3 separate regions of the Sus scrofa genome follow, and regions 1 and 2 are each linked to region 3. A link is a contact called in public targeted proximity ligation data. All regions are on one chromosome and are shown on one strand. The core of a region is the stretch at or near the end of the contact, and the rest is flanking DNA. Distances in the headings are between cores, read along the strand shown.

Region 1 (2,700 bases), core at 142-2,641, 270 kb after region 3:
TCAACTGGTACATGATGGAGCTCTGACCCCTGGTAGTGTGGCCATGGAACCCCATTCCTGGAGCATGCGCCATACTGCAGGGGCAGGGAACCAGCTCCAGGGAGTAAGGCAATGAGTTGAAGGCAGCCAGCCAGGGTTTCAGCAAGACTGCAGAGACAAAGCTGTTGACAACTAGGCTGTTTTTCCCTTGACTAACTAAATGAGCTTGGGGTCTTTTTCCTAGCCTCAGTGTCTCAATCTCAGTAAAGCCTTCTCAACCTTCCTTGGTGGGCTGTGGGAAGCTTGGTTGAGAGCCCTCATAAACATTGGGGTGCCATACAAACCCATTCATCAGGATTATGGCTCTAGGATGTCACGTTTCTTTGGGAACTTGGTGGAGGCTGGATGAGCCCTGGAGGAGACCCGGCACTGCTTGGGGATGGGTGGCAGGCCCTTCCTGTTCTCTCTGAGTGTTTGGAGAGCTTTAATATTTCCTGTGCTTGGCTCCATCCAGAGTTATTGTTTCAAACCCCTAAAAGCTAGGGTCTCTCCCTTTAAGGAAGTTAGTTCTCCCTCAGAAATATCCCTTCCCAGTCTTGTGGTCAAAAGCATATGCCTCCTCTGGACATGCCCTGTGAGAATTCCACAGGCTGGCATTGTTATCTTTATGAAGTTAATTCTCTGTTGGTCCAGAAGTCAGATTAGGAGCAAAAAGAAAGTCAAATGACCAGACGTGCTTGAGGGGATGGTGCTTGGTTGAAATGAGCCGCACTACTTACCCGGGACCAGAGAGCTTGCATTTTATCCTTGTCTACATAGTGGACTCACTAGTTTCAATCCTATGAGTGAATAAAACAATGTCATATCATGAGGTGTTATACTCCTGAATAACAATTCTCCTCTGGCAGGCACTGGGGGTTCCCTCGAAGTTTCCAGAATCCTTCTCAATCCTGTAGCCATTCTGGGCTACCCTGGGAACATGAACCCTTTGGGCACCAAGTCTTCCACTTTAACCTTGTTTAAATCCCAACGCTTCCCTTTTCAAGTGGTTTCTAAGGGGAAAAATAAAAAGAATGTTCCAGAACACCCTGCTGGCTCAGGGATGATTTGCTAGAGCTGTTTCCTGGATTACGACCTCTTCTCCCATCAGCAAATCATGTGAAACAAACTCCTGTCAGCTGTAAACCCTGAATGTGGGAAAAAGAGCTGACACACAGGGCTCGTTTTCGTAAAGTTGACATTTCTCATGAATAGCAAATTCCTGAAAGTGGGCAGATGACCAAGACCAGGAATTCTCATTAGCTGGTGATAATCAGGCCTGACTCTGGCTGCGGAAGGCAGCTGGGAGGGGAGGTCCATCCGCGTGGGAGGGGCCACCGCTGATAACGGACCCACACAGCAGCCGGATCGCCTGCTAAGATCCTAACACGCTCTGAACGGGCTGGTCATCCTTTCGCCTCTCCCGCAGCTCCGACCCTCCCCCGGGGACCCCCACCTCCGCACACACCGGCAGCCAGAGGGTTAGTGCTGACCCAGCGAAGGCCTTCCAGACAAGGTCCAGCTGGGCTCTGAGCCTCGTTTGGAGGGATCTGTGACACACTGGTGGGTAAATAAATGACATGTCCCCTCCCGGCTGTGGGGTGACAGTTCCTTCCTCAGGCCCTGCAGAGACGGAGGCTCTGGCCCCAGCCTGCTTCCTGCTTCCTGAGAATGTGACCTCCGATCCCCCCTCTTTAGAGTTGAAGGACAACTAGGAAATGAGTTAAGCTGATTGTTTCCCATCCAGAAGCCCGATCCCACCCTCTCACATCCACGTTCCCCAAACAGTCAGCATTAGCAATTTTTTTCCCCCTACCCTCATCTCTGTAGCATTTCCTGGTTTTCCCAAACAGAATGAGTCACTTCCTTTTCTGTGTTCCCACAATGCTCAGAAGCCACCATATCTCTGTGATCCAATTTTATTTTATGAACTTTGCAATTTTTCTCCTCTGGGCATAGGAAAGCTTGTGAATATTTCTTTTTCTCTTTTTGCTTTGGCCTCTGGGAAGCTCGAGTTCCAATTTGAGTGGTATAATTTACATAAATAGGATGCATAAACTGCATATAGTTTGATGAGCTTAACAAATGTATACACCCATGTAACCACCGCTATAATCATGATATGCAACATATTTCTTTTTTTTTTTTATGTTCCTTGATAGGCTTTTTTTTTTTTTTTTTAATAATTTTTTTAAATTTTCCCACTGTACAGCAAGGGGGTCAGGTTATCCTTACATGTATACATTACAATTACATTTTTTCCCCCACCCTTTGTTCTGTTATGATATGCAACATATTTCTATTATCCCATATTCCCTTGTACCTGGTCCCAATTACCACCGATCTGCTCATAGCTGCCGTTTATTAAATTCACATTTTCCAGAGATTTGTATAAATGGAAACATATAGTATGTGGTCTTCTCTATCTGGCTTTGTTCCCTTGGCATAACGCTTTTGAGATGCTCCCGTAGTTTTGTGTATACCAGCAGGATTCCTTTTTATTGCTTAGTAGTATTCCATTGTATGGATATATCACAGTTTGCTTGTTCATTCTCCTGTTGATAGACACATAAGCAGTTCCGTTTCTGGGCTATTATGAATATAACTTCTCTCATCATTTATATCTAAGTTCATATGTAGAAAAAAAAGGCAGTTGATGTAGGCAGTTCAAGGTTCTCCCAA
Region 2 (2,700 bases), core at 60-2,559, 380 kb after region 3:
CTCCAAGTTGAGAATTATCAAGCAGATTCAACAACAGGGGTGGCCTAGGGTTAAAATCATAGCCCTGTACTTCATCACTAGCCCGCTGAGCCACCCTGACCCTCTCCAAGCCTCTGTCTGGCCATCCATGAAATGCAGGCCCTTACGGAGGTGTTGTGAGGATAACATGAGATATACGGTGCCCAGTAAAATTGTACGCTGCCTTCTCCTTCCATGCTCGTTCCCTCATGATTCTGCCAAGAGAAGAGATTTGGCTCTGAAAATGTCAGCTTACTCCAGGGCCTGGTCTTTCCTAGGTTCCCAGTTCATAAAATGGGATAAGACTCGTGGGTATCTCACAGAGTCATGCTGAGGTTAATGGACTCGATATAAGCCCCAGGTTAGAACTGTGTCCAATACAAGGGAAGGGCCTATAGAGGTCAGCTTTGTGGCTGGCTATACATGGCTCTTTCTGCCCATGATGGAGCCTTGGTCTGAGTGATTAGAGTTGACCCAGAGTGACAGGTCTAGGTAGTGACAGGCCAGGGTGATAGGCAGGAGTAGTTGGGCTCCTTACAGAACCCCCAGGAACAGTTTGGACATTTTCTTCTTCCTCTTATCTTTCTCCTTTTTTTTTTTTTTTTTTTTTTTTTTAAGCTGTGCTGGAGACACATGGAAGTTCCTGGGCCAGGGTTCAAACCTGTGCCACAGCAGCAACTGGAGCCACAGCAGCGACAATGGTGGATCCTCAACCTTTGGTGCCACATGGGAACTCATGGACATTTTCTTCTAATACAAACTGCCTCTGGCCTTGACCTGTCCTGGAGGTTGCAGGAAAGAGGCATGTTCATGGCCATCTCAGATGTTCCTACGTTTTCTCATGGCCAAGGTATCATATGAGGGCAGTGGCCGGGCAGACTGTGGTCCTTTACTGGATGCTGACCAGCTGGGAGGCACCTTCGATGGTGTGCGGGGATGGGCATGTGGCAGGGCCCAGAGCCCATTCATGGCCGAGTCAGACAGGATGTGCTTCCCTCGTGGGAACCCGGACAGGTGGCTGGACAGTTTTTCAGGGTTTGAGCCCATGCTTCTGGACTCTAAATCCAGTGCTCTTTCTGTGACTTTGAGTTTATCCAGAGGCATGGGCCTCCTACCCTAGGAGCTTAGCCACTGGTTTGTGGCAGACAGGCGACTGGATGCTCTGAGAACTGGAGGAAGAGGAGAGGATCAGAGAAAGTTTGTGGAGGAGGCGACATTTGAGCCAGGCCTTTTAGGTAGAGAAGAGGGAGAAAGCAGTTGTCTCCACTTCCTCATCTTCCACTCATTTCTCCACCTCCACCCACTACAGTCTGGCTTCTGCCACAACATGGAACTGCTCTTGTCCAGATCATCTGCGACCTTCTTGCGGCAAATCCAATGGATGCGTCATAGCCTTCCTCTTAACTAATGTTGGGGTCACATTTCACTTCCACCTTAACTCCTGCTTCTCCTCCTGCCTCCCCTATGTCCCTTCTCAATTTTTCTTGTGAATTAATCTTTTCCTGAAACCTATCTATCTGCTATCCATCCACCAACCCTTCCATCCATCCATTCATCCATCCATCTATCCATCCACCCTTCTATCCATCCATCCATCCACCCACCTTCCATGCAGGCATGCATGCATCCATCCATCCATCCACCCACCCACCCTTCCATCCATCCATTCACCAACCCTTCCACCCATTTATTCTCTTTCTCTTTATTATCTATCTATCTATCTATCTATCTATCTATCTATCTATCTATCTATCAATCATCTACTTATCTCTGTATTAAGGAGAGTTAAAGAAAGGCTTTGTTACAAAAGGAAGGATTAAAGGACTCTGACAGGAAAGAGAACAGCATGCTAGGATGAATAATCTCAAAGAGCCACTACAAGCCCCAGACTTGAAGACTAAGTGGATTTCAAAATCCAAAGAGTGTAGCTATGAGAGGGGCTTTTCTTTAATCTGCTTCAACAGGGGGATGCAACTGACTGAGGGCATGAATACCCCTGATTCTTCTCCTGCCCTTAGACTTCACAAAGGTCAGCCTCCTGTGCCCCTTCCACGCTGCGATGCTGTCCCGTTGCTCTATCTGGGTCCTACATCCTTAACTCTACTGAAGCTGAAGACCTCAGCTGTCGAAAGGCCGACACCCCCAGATGGCTTTCCCAGGAAGAGATTTCTCTCCTGACCTCCTGAACATGCAACTTTCTGCTTACTGCACATCTCTGGCTGGCCTTCAGGCATCCATGTCCACATCTCATGTCCACAGTGGCACTCACAGCCTTCCCTCAAACCATTTGTCTTATCCATTCCCTGCCTGCATGGATGGTGTTCCTGACTCTTGGGCCTCCTTTCCTGTCCACATCCCTCACCAGGTCCTGCCAAATGCCCACCCAGACACCTGACACATGCAGCCCCTTCCCCATGCCCTCCCCACCCCCTCCCTTGCTCAGGCCCTTTTCATCTCTCCCCAGATTATGACAACCGTGTCCTCATTAATTTCGTGACTCCCATCTCACATCCTTGTGGCAGGGGCTGCTAGTGGCCTCTTAAGGTCTATTCTCTCTCTCGTCTTAGTAAAACAACCCCAACCTTTATTTAGATATACAGCCAATGATCTCAAAGACAACACCTGCCAGCCTCTCTTGCAGCTAAGGATGATCCTATGCCTACATTCTGGCCAAATAGATAC
Region 3 (2,700 bases), core at 76-2,575:
GGGCCTTTTTTCTTTTTTTTTTTTTTTTAAGGGAACTTTCTGTCACATAATATATAGCGTTCCTTAAAATAGTGAAAAATTCTTACATGCATATCTCATGGACTAGAGTAATACACCAAGTCAGTTTAATTATTTTTCCTACCCTTTCTTTCATCTTAAAGTAATCATTTAGTTTTCTTCTAATACAGAATGATATTTAGAAAGGCCAAGTCAGTGTTACTTGAAATTGGAAACAATAGCCAGGAATAGTTTGATGTGATTGCACCCCCCAGTTGATTTCCAGACGTCCTGACTTGCTTGCTTTTTACTTTCTCCTTAACTGACATCCAGGGGTCCCACATGCTCCAGTACCTGCCTTCCAGCTGCCTCATCTATTTGCGTTTCTTGGAATGTTACTGGTACCAAGGAGCAAAGCCACTCCACGCATCAGGTACTCTGTCACCCTGAGGCTTATTTTTGCCCCCGCCATGACACCGGAGCCAGTAATGACACATGAAGCACTAAATCGGAGCTCTCAATGGACTAGATCCTGGGTGTGCTCGGGACATCCCTCTTACAGAATCAAAATTAAACTGAGCTCATGAGGGGTAGTTACACCGTGTCTTCAAAAGCCTCAGCAAAAATGTCAGAAGCTCAGTTTTTTTTCTTAGGAGAAATTCTTAAGATGTGACTGAAAGCACCTCGAAATGACGTAGGTAGAGTTAGACCATGTCCTGCCACATTTTCTGTAATAGTAATGGTATTTTCTGCCATCATATGGAATGAAAGTGCTCTGCCTTGGAAGGTAAAGTGTGTGTGATTCCATGACAGTAGTACATTGTTTGGTGTTAATGTTCCATTTAACGACTGAGTTTTCTTCTCTCCCTCTCCAGGGAGAAGCTGTGTGACCTTAAGCAGGTTCGCAAAATGAACTTAGTAGTATCTGTCCCTGCCTATCACAGAGTGATTGCTTGATTAAAAAATGCGATAACATATGTGAAAGCCCTTGAGAGGTAAAAGTGCCGTATAAAGGCAAGGGCTCAGCGTTCTGTCCTGTTAACTTTTAACTTCTTTCTCCTGTCACGGAAATGTCTACCACATTTAAATTGGTGATCTCTTGTAAACCACCTAAACTCGGAATAAGTGGTCATAGGTGGCTTGGGCTGTCTCCTCCCATTCATTTTCTCATGCCCCAGCTTGAACTGGAAGGATAAATGTGTAGATTTTACATTCATTTTTGGTCCTTAATTTAGTCATCTTTTTGGTAAATGTTTATTTCTGTCTTCCCTCCCTACCCCTTTTCTCCGCCTCACCACCTCCCAAGAGTTTGGTGGAAATCTCACGTAACAGTTCAACAAGTGACTAATGTAGATTGGGCTTGCTTAGTCTCTGAGTCACTTTATTATGAAACACTTAAACTTGAACATCTATCGGTAACAATGAGGAAATAATATAAAACAATTTATACTTTCTGATCTGATGGTTTTAGTGACTAACTCATCAGGCAACAATGAAGAAGGAAATTAATGAACATTCACAAAGCCAGATGAAATTATGTTAAAAGTCCGTCTCAGTAAATCACAATCACCTTCACTTCCTTCTCCCCATTTCTCAGCAGCTGGTGTTTCGTTGATAAGAGTGTTGGGCTAGGAAATAAAGATCTGGCTTCTAATCCTCTTTCTGCCAGGCTGTGACCTTGGACAAGTCACGTAAACCTCTGTACTTCAGCTTCCTCATTTCTAAAATGGGAGTAAGAATAGTATTTTTCCTATGCCCCTCACCGGGCAATGGTAGATAAAAGAGAATGTGTTGTAACAAAAAAAGGAAAAAAAGTGAAAGATGGCATATAGTTATTAGACCTTGCCTGTCCTCATCGGACATCTGATATCTGAATGGCCACAGCACCAAAGGGTGAAGGAAGATCAGAAGGGAGTCGCTGTTAGCTCTTGGAGCTGGAAAGAGAAAAGATAGACTCCCAGCGTTTGGATTCCTGAATTGAATCCTGGAATGCAGTTTCCCATCGAAATAACATTGTGGCTAGGTTTCCAGGCTAGCCAATTAAAAAAAAAAAAAAAAAAAGATTTAATCATAAGCAGTGCATTGTGATCCAGTTTCAATAAAACTGTAACAAAGCCCATGTGTGGGATAGGTATCAGTTTGGTGATTCATTTGTTCTGGAGGCCTAGCCTAGTGGATGTTAGTGAATTCAATTCTCTGACTTCCCTGGTTATTTGATATCTGCCTGCAGGCTGTTGATGGTTTGCTTAAACCAGATTTGGAAATGTCATCAGTTTCTTCTTTCAGTGCCCTGGCCCTTTGACGAAAAAAGTCTGAAACCAACTCTCTTTGCCCCGGGTGAGGGGTGAGGAGCCCTCCTGGAATCCTGACCCCTTGAATCATCACAGTAACCTACCCAGTTAGTAAGGAGGATATGATGGACTCTGAGCCCCAGGAAGGTTAAGGGACATGCTTGGGTCACATGCTTAGTCTCAAGGTGTGACTTGAACCTTGGTTTTTTTGATATGTAATTCAAGGCTCTTTTCATGACATCTCCATGCCTCAGGACAGATGTAGTTTGTTGAATTCACTTTGAGTTGTAGTTTTCAGTTGGGAGTAAGAGTGCTTTTGTCTAACCTTGGTTATAAAATATGCTTAAAATCTTACACATAAATTTTCCACAGGTGGAGTTCCTGTCATGACTCCGTGGTTAAAGAACCAGAC

The links.
Region 1: a contact with region 3 is called in a targeted proximity ligation map of alveolar macrophages. A contact is called at or near these places in 1 of 47 Hi-C or Micro-C datasets (skeletal muscle) and 2 of 2 datasets of targeted methods (alveolar macrophages and skeletal muscle).
Region 2: a targeted proximity ligation map of alveolar macrophages shows a contact between it and region 3. A contact is called at or near these places in 2 of 47 Hi-C or Micro-C datasets (both in liver) and 1 of 2 datasets of targeted methods (alveolar macrophages).

What each region holds. Positions count from the first base shown.
Region 1 is chr4:14,264,617-14,267,316 of Sscrofa11.1, reverse strand. No RefSeq gene overlaps it. Among named protein-coding and RNA genes, the nearest start is that of TRIB1, 32 kb to the left of the region's middle.
Region 2 is chr4:14,153,805-14,156,504 of Sscrofa11.1, reverse strand. No RefSeq gene overlaps it. Among named protein-coding and RNA genes, the nearest start is that of TRIB1, 140 kb to the left of the region's middle.
Region 3 is chr4:14,535,861-14,538,560 of Sscrofa11.1, reverse strand. All of the region lies in intron 3 of NSMCE2 (E3 SUMO-protein ligase NSE2), which reads left to right. Among named protein-coding and RNA genes, the nearest start is that of WASHC5, 61 kb to the left of the region's middle.